3 separate regions of the Arachis hypogaea genome follow, and all the other regions are linked to region 1. Evidence: chromatin contacts called from public Hi-C data. All regions are on one chromosome and are shown on one strand. The core of a region is the stretch at or near the end of the contact, and the rest is flanking DNA. Distances in the headings are between cores, read along the strand shown. Region 1 holds the start of LOC112720677. Region 2 holds the start of LOC112720675 (protein phosphatase 2C 29). Region 3 holds the start of LOC112720681 (26S proteasome regulatory subunit 6B homolog).

Region 1 (2,700 bases), core at 197-2,696:
TCCATCATTGAGTTGTACTTGTACATCATTTTCATTTTTCACATCACATAATGCATTTCCACGTAGAATAAGGCGCAAGTTCTCAATTGGTAAATTATCATTGCTGGCGATTAATTGTCTCAAATCACGCACCTATACTTGATATAGAAGAAACATAAATAGTAATCACATCAACACTTAAAGGAATGACGTTCATGCTAATTGCTTAAAAATGAAAAACAAATAAAAGTATGAAACTCTCATTATTCTTCCCGAAAGAAAGCCATGTCCAAATAAACTTCATCTGAATTTTCTTCCCCAACAAAACAGTTTAGCAAAACAATTTAGGGATTTACAGTAAAACTGTAGGATATTTTAATCCCGAAAGCTCCAGAATTTGCTGGCTATTGAATGAACTCGGCCAAAGGCTTTTCTCTGTAGTCAGGAACTCAAGCAAGCTTGCAAAGCAATTGGCACAACTTTTGATCATGGTACCAGTGCCACAAACGCACTTTGATATCATTTTCTTCAGCTATAATTTCTGGTGGAGAATTCATATTTTCACACACACATTCTGAATTCTAGAATATATGCTGCCACTTCAACTAACCATGTCCCTAACTATTAAGTATTAATGCCTGTTAGTGTTCATCCGTCAGGGTTTTTTTTTTGGCCATCTACACTATTCCTGTTGTAGCCCACTAGACATGTGATTACTCTTCTATGTTTAGTTCACAATGCCCCAGCAAAAAAGATAGGGAAAATTTTGAAAATTAAGATTAAACACCGAAGGAGCCATCTCGTATCATATAATATCATATCATATCATATCATAGAGCAGCCACTTCCTAAGTCCTACTTCAAACGAACATCATTTTTTTTTTATTTTTTCCAAATTAACTTAAACCACTTGTGTATTGTGCATGTCTATAGTCATAATCCTCGGAATTTCACAGTTCACGCACAATCATGAAAACAAAAAGTACAATTCTCCCTACAATCATGCGTAATTGACAACAAACGTTACAAGAAAAAAAACCCTAGAATTTGAAATTGGAGTGAGAAGACTGTTGTACCTTGATGGAAGATGGAACGAGAAGGCGAGAGGGGCGAGCGGGACCAATAGTCTTGAGGACAACTTCAACCTTATTAACGTTAGGGTTTGAATCTTCTACAATGTTATGCCGATCCATTTTCTTCTCCCTGTAATAGTTAATATCTTCTTCTTCTAGTGGTCGATCATCTCTCTCTCTCTCTCTCTCTCTCTCTCTCTCTCTCTCTCTCTCTCTCTCTCTCTCTCGGTGTCTCCGGCAACCCAAAGCAGCACGTGAACGAACTTCGATGGAGGACGCAGACGTGCACTCTTAGATTTTTTTTTTTTGGTATTTGCAGTCTCTTTTTTTTTGGGTCAGGGGTATTTCCAGTCTTAGATGTTACGTCAGATTATCACATCACGCAAAGCAAGCTCGTCTCAATAGCCCAACTTCGCAGACTTATAACTTGATTAAGCCCATTCTCAAATTATTGTTTTTGCGCTTGATATGGGACTCGAGATAAAACAGAAAGCCACCGATTTTCTACGCTCTTGAGGTCCACAAAATTTAAGTGTGTTTGGATTAATATTTGTAAATGGATGTTAATATACATGTATTTTTATAGGCAATGAATAATAGCTCAAATGGCATAGTCTTTCCATACTCAATTAAAAGGTTGCGAGTTCGAGTCTCCTATCTTTGGTAAAAAAAAAAAATACATGTATTTTTATAAAATTAATTTCGATAAAAATTAGATTGGTATCAATATAATTTGTGTTTGGATATTTTTTTTGTCAAATATGCTTTCGAAAAAATAAATCATGTTTGGATTATATTAAAATATAAAATTATTAAGGTTTAATTATTTTGTTAGTCTTTATAATTTTACTAAATTTTTAATTAAATTTATATATATTATATATAAATTTAATTAAAAATTTAGTAAAATTATAAAGACTAACAAAATAATTAAACCTTAATATATATATATATATATATATATATATATATATATATATATATATATATATATATTTTAATTAGGTCTCTATAAATTTTATAACTAAATCCCTACTCTATAAGAACAGACAAAATAATTAAACCAATTATTAAAAACGACATAATTTATATCATTTTTTATATTATTTATGCAAAAGATAAATATTATTAATTATAAATTTTAAAAATGTAAATATTATTATATAAATATAATATGTTAACCAAAATATATTTAAATAATAAATATTATTATATGATTTGAAAAACAAAAAATTTAAATATATGTAACTATGAGAAAATATAAAATAAATATGACATTATGTGTTGTGCAAATTAGCATATATAATAAGATAATTAGGAGAATAATTTTTTTGTGTGTATTGTAATAGTTCAAATATGTATATAAAATAATGTGTAAATTAAAATGCCTAGTAGTTTTCATATCCTATGCAGCATTTTGTTTTTGAGATTCATTGTTAGTTATTGTTCTAATTTTGTGTAAATTAAAAAAAAATTATAATCTAAAAAACCATAAAAAATCCAAGAACATCAGCAACACAATCTAATTTATTTATTTATTTTTAAAAACAATTGTAGCTTATAAGTATAAAAATTATTTCTGATAAAATATCTATTTTTATTATTATAAAAAAAGATTGAATTTATACCAATAAAAAATCTATTCAAA
Region 2 (2,700 bases), core at 130-2,629, 180 kb before region 1:
TGAAACGCCTTCCTGAATCCGGACACGCCATTCTTCCTCTTTTTCCTCACGTACACCCCTCCCAGCGGGGCCGAGAACGGGACTCCGGCGGCGGTGGCGGCGCCGGAATTAAGCGGCCCGGAGAGCGCACCGCTCTCGATTGGTCCCGAGAGGAAGAACCCTCCTCCCCTCTCGAATGTTCCAGAAGGCTCTCCACCGCGAGGAACCGGCTGGAGCGGTAGCGCGCTAAAGGACGACGTACTCTCGAAACCGTTGACAACGGTCCCTCCTCCTAATCCAGCTGCTCTGTTACCGGAACAGTCGGTGGCCTCTTCTTCTAACTGAATAACTGTCTTGGGAACGGAGCTGTTGGCACTAACGGAGGCTCCCGAAATGGCCTTGAAAGCAGTTTCGGGTGGGTCGGGCCGGGTTCTGTGGATCGGGTCGTGAGTTGGAGAGAAACGGAGTGAGGCAGAGGGGGAAACGAAGCGATCGGAGTGTGTTGGCGAGAGGAATCGGTTGGAGGATCTGACATAGCAGAAGGAATGGCCGAGAGTTTCGTCAAGCGGTTCGGTGGCGGCGAAGATCACGTCGTTGTCGAGGTCCGGTTGGTTCGGCGCCGGTTCGAGGCAGGAACACAAGGTAGAGACTCCACTTCCCATCACATTTGAGTTGCGCCACCGTTTTGTGTTGCTCTCTCTCTTGATTTCTTGTCTTGTCTAGTGCTTTCCTTTTTTGGTGGCTGGTTTTGTGTTTGGGTGGGGGGAAAATCAGGAGGATTTTCCGGCTGAGAGAGAGAGGGAGAGAGGGAAAAGACCCCAACTCCTCTAACTCTAATCCAAAACTAGTTAAAGGAACGGTCCAAGAAAAACAAAAAGGAAGCTGAGTGAGAGAGTGGGAAAGTGGAGAAAAGAATACAAAACCAAGAAAATATGAGTATAGAGGGAAGAAGAAAATAAAGGTCCCAGGGTTGTGTTTTTCTTTTCTTCATATATTTCATTTATGTTATATATACAGATATGGATTTAGCTAAAATTAAAATATTATAAGTATTTAAACAGGGTTTTTATTTTCTTGTTACATAGTGCTTTATAATTTTTCATTTATAAAAATCATTTTATATTATGGATTTTGATAATAAATATTTTGAATAATGTAAGTAAGAATTTTTATTTTTAAGTTATTTTTTAAACATTAGCATTGGTAATAAGATTTAGTAGCTTATTTAAGTTAACTACTTAAACATATTAGCACTTAAAAACTTGATCATTTGTATGTGTATTAGTAATAATGTTTTTGACAGTTTGAGAAGGAGAAAATGCAGGGGAGAAAGAGAGAAGGGAAGGGGGACAAGAGTGTTTTTGTGTGAGTTGAAATTTGAAGGAGATTTGTCCCTTTTGTGGCGTTTTCAAATGTTTTTTCTTTTCATTATGATTGTGGTCTGGTACGAAGGATATTGAGTATTGACACGGATAATATTGAATATGATAAGATCCGAGATATATTGACACGTTATTTTTAAAATTTTGTTTATATATTTATAAAAGAAAATTTTAGGAATCAATTAATAAATTCGCATAATAGTGATTCAACATTTCAGCTATAAACAAAATATAAAAGATACATATTAGTCACTTAATAAAATATTTACGAATTTTATAAATATATTATAAACATATTTTAATATTTTATTACTATTAATGTAGAAATTAATTTTTTTTATTAATTTTAATCTCCTTTATTATATATAAAAATGTCTATTTATAATGTATATTACTTTTAAACTTATTTTAAAAATATAAATCAAAAATAAAGTTAGCATGCAACACATAATCATATTTAGGGATGACAATAGAGTTTTATAGCATATCTTTTTTTATTTTCTATTTTTATTTTATTTTTATGTTTATTATAGTATCTAAAAAATATTATCTAATTGTTAAAATAGGTTAAATAATTAATTTTAAAAATATAAGTTAAAAATTTTTAAATATTTTAAAATTACTATAAAAAATAATTTAAGCAAAAGTTAGACATCAAACAAAAGCCACTATAGAATTGACTTTTTATTTTTGTCACAAATCTTTGTTTATTTTTTTCGTAGAGAAGACGGATATTTACAGGTATCTATAAATATTAAGTTTTAAAAAAAGTTTAAAAAAATTAATACAACTATAATAAGATCTAATATAATTCAACCAAATATATCAAATTAAAACATAATCTCAATACAAATTCAACATAATTAATATACATACAACAAAATTTGTAATACATAAATTAAAATAAAATAAAATAAAAAATTTTCCAAAAATATTAGGAATAAATTAGGATTATATATATATGTATGTATGTGAATGTTAGATTCTAATATAACTATATTAGGGTGATTATATTGTTTTAAAAAGTGTTATTAAAATTAAAATAACATTTTTTTATTGTTATGGAGTATGTATGTGATGGATTCTATTATAACTATACTATAGTGATTATAATATTTTAAAAAATGTTATTAAAATTAAAATAATATTTTTTTATTATTAAATAATTATATGTTATGTGTAAATTTTTTTTTTGTAAGAATTTTTTAACTATCTTTTAGTCCTTCCATCACGGATAATTTCTGTAAATATCTGTAAATACATGTGGGTGCGAGTTTTTTTGTCCTATGGTTATGTATTTATATTGGTGAGTGGTGATACTTTTTATTTTTAATATTCG
Region 3 (2,700 bases), core at 199-2,698, 210 kb after region 1:
AGTCTGAACATCTTCCTCACCACACTTTTCCTCTTCCCCTCTCTCTAGAACATCACTTTCTCTCTACCAATGTGAAAGTCTCTCAAAATAAATAATCTGTGACACCTCTTCCGCGTATTTATATTAGAGTATAAACCGCTATACCCCTTCCTTAGTTTATACTTATTTGCCATTCTCGCAGAAACCATGAAATCCCTATCACGGTTTCTGGCCAAATGCGTTCTCAACATAAACCATGGTACTTCACTAGCGGTTTATGTGTTTTCTTTACATAAATTTGTAAAAAGTTATATTTTCATATCCAAACTACAAAAGTTGTATTTTGTTAATTTTAGATCCCAAATATTTTAGTTTAGTAATTTGCCCACAATAATACGTAATAATATGTAAATCATATTTATTACATATATAAATACATAATAAATGATATAGCAATGTTATGTACCCTTGAAACTTGATATCCTAAATACTTAATTAATGTCGCTACATATTGTTCTGTGCTAGTTATATTATATAGAGTTAAGTTTCACTTTATTCTTTGAAATTAGCGAGTTATATTGATTTAATTTTTTATTTTTTAATTGTTATAATTTAATCCCTTAAATTTAAAAAGATGCACTAATATAATCTTTTACGTATTTTTTGTTATTGGAACTCAATGCTGTTAGTGACGTGCCACAAGCTTTACCACCCTAGACATATTAAAACGACGTTTTGGCGCTAAAGAATGCATTAGACAAAGAATTTGATTATGATAAAATTGTCCAAATCCTCAAATAATTTTGTTTAATGTCTTTTTTAGTGCCAAAATGTGTATGACGTTATTTTAATATGTTTAGCGTAGCAAGACTTGAGTCACATTACTAACGGTGTTGAGTTTCGATGACAGAAAATACACGAGAGATTATATTGGTGTATTTTTTAAATTTAGAGAACTAAATTATAGCAATTAAAAAGTTAAAAACTAAAAGTGCAACTCATCGATCTCAGATTCAAAGTGGGGCTTAACTCAGTTATATATGTTTTTTTTAATTACTTTTTATTAAAATAATAAAGAATCTAGGAAACAATATAAACTTAATTTCCTTTTGATTACCAAATTAATTGATTTATCTAGCTAATTGATAAAAAATCATACAACCAATTCTATTAATCAATGAAACCGTTTTTCTTTTTAAAACCAGTAGGTTTAATATAGTAGATTTTAATTAGAGATTAAATTAAGATTTACAATAATAATTCAACTCTAAAATTTGAATTTAATAAATATAAATAAATAATAGTTGATCAAATATACCATAAAGATAAAATATACTTTTTTGGATTATTTTATCTTATTTTTTGGTTAACTCTTACTTACTTTGCTTCAATTCTTGAAGTTTCCAAAAACAGGCCAGGCCCAAATTATCAGTTCTCATTCGTATAGCCCAAAACGAAAAGATCAGTAGGGTCATATTCGTCTTCTCATCTCTTTTCCTCCCACAACAAGAAACCACAAAAAAATAGCACCGAACGAAACCCTTCTCCCCCAAATTCTCCATTCTCTTTTCACTCCAATCCAATACAATCCCTTCTCTCTCTCTAATCGACAACGCAAACTCCACCATGGGTTCCTCCGCGATGGTTCTCGAACCTAAACCCTCTTCAGAGCCACCACCGTCTCTCCCATCGTCAAAATCCGACTACCTCCTCGGCGGTTACGGCATCGACTCCGCCGCCTCCGACGAAGACGACCTCTACAGCCGCCTCAAGACTTTGCAGCGCCAGCTGGAGTTTATCGACATCCAAGAAGAGTACGTCAAGGACGAGCAGAAGAATCTGAAGCGCGAGCTCCTTAGGGCTCAGGAAGAAGTGAAGCGGATCCAATCGGTGCCGCTAGTTATTGGACAGTTCATGGAGATGGTTGATAGGAATAACGGTATCGTTGGATCTACAACTGGATCCAACTACTACGTGAGAATTCTCAGCACGATCAACAGAGAGTTGTTGAAGCCTTCAGCTTCTGTGGCTCTTCACCGTCACTCCAACGCGCTTGTTGACGTGCTTCCTCCTGAGGCTGATTCCAGCATCTCGCTACTTAGCCAGTCTGAGAAGCCCGACGTCACTTACAATGTAAGCGTTTTTTTTTTTTTTTTTTTCTCCTTCTCTGATTAGGGTTTTGCTTTGGTTTAGAAAGAGTGCCAAAATGAAATGTTTGGGTTTTGGTTAAAGAATATGGATACTGCAGTTATGGGCTGGTTTGCAGTGACGGAGGATGCTATAAATATTAAATTGTTTCATTGGTTAGGTTTTCGGTTTTTTATTCCCCCTTTTGCTTAACGTGAAAAGAGTGGAAAGTTGGAAGTTAGGGATTTTTGCTTCTATTTTTTTATGATTGTGATTAAAATTTTCTAGTTGCTTTCAATTGAGGTTTATTTGGGAATACTTGCACCTAGAGAGAGTATGATTATTGTGAGGAAGATGTCAGTTTGGTGTGATTCTTCTATTGGTATGTCTTACATGCTCCTACTGCGGTTCCGTTTTTGTTCTGACATTTGGAATTTTCGCATTCTAATATTCATATTTGCGAGTCTCTTTTCTCTGTTTCTTTTGTTCTGTTTGAGACCGACTTGATAGTACCAAATAGCAGCAATAGGCTAATAATCCAAACTCTTAGATGTCTATCCCATCATTATATGCCATGTTTGGGAATACTAGCAA

The links. Hi-C and Micro-C count contacts between places; a contact is called where the count stands out from the background.
Region 2: a Hi-C map of leaf shows a contact between it and region 1, with 5 times the contacts expected there. The contact joins the promoter of LOC112720675 here to the promoter of LOC112720677 in region 1. A contact is called at or near these places in 6 of 8 Hi-C or Micro-C datasets (leaf and an unstated tissue).
Region 3: a Hi-C map of leaf shows a contact between it and region 1, with 1.9 times the contacts expected there. The contact joins the promoter of LOC112720681 here to the promoter of LOC112720677 in region 1. A contact is called at or near these places in 2 of 8 Hi-C or Micro-C datasets (both in leaf).

Annotation. Positions count from the first base shown.
Region 1 is chr11:35,602,503-35,605,202 of arahy.Tifrunner.gnm2.J5K5, forward strand. It overlaps LOC112720677, which reads right to left and starts at 1,447. Exons shown (of 7, transcript XM_025771711.3): 1 at 1,056-1,447; 2 at 1-132. The coding sequence starts at 1,172.
Region 2 is chr11:35,424,718-35,427,417 of arahy.Tifrunner.gnm2.J5K5, forward strand. LOC112720675 (protein phosphatase 2C 29) reads right to left here and starts at 1,380. Exons shown (of 4, transcript XM_025771709.3): 1 at 1-1,380. The coding sequence starts at 641.
Region 3 is chr11:35,815,785-35,818,484 of arahy.Tifrunner.gnm2.J5K5, forward strand. It overlaps LOC112720681 (26S proteasome regulatory subunit 6B homolog), which reads left to right and starts at 1,449. Exons shown (of 6, transcript XM_025771713.3): 1 at 1,449-2,112. The coding sequence starts at 1,606.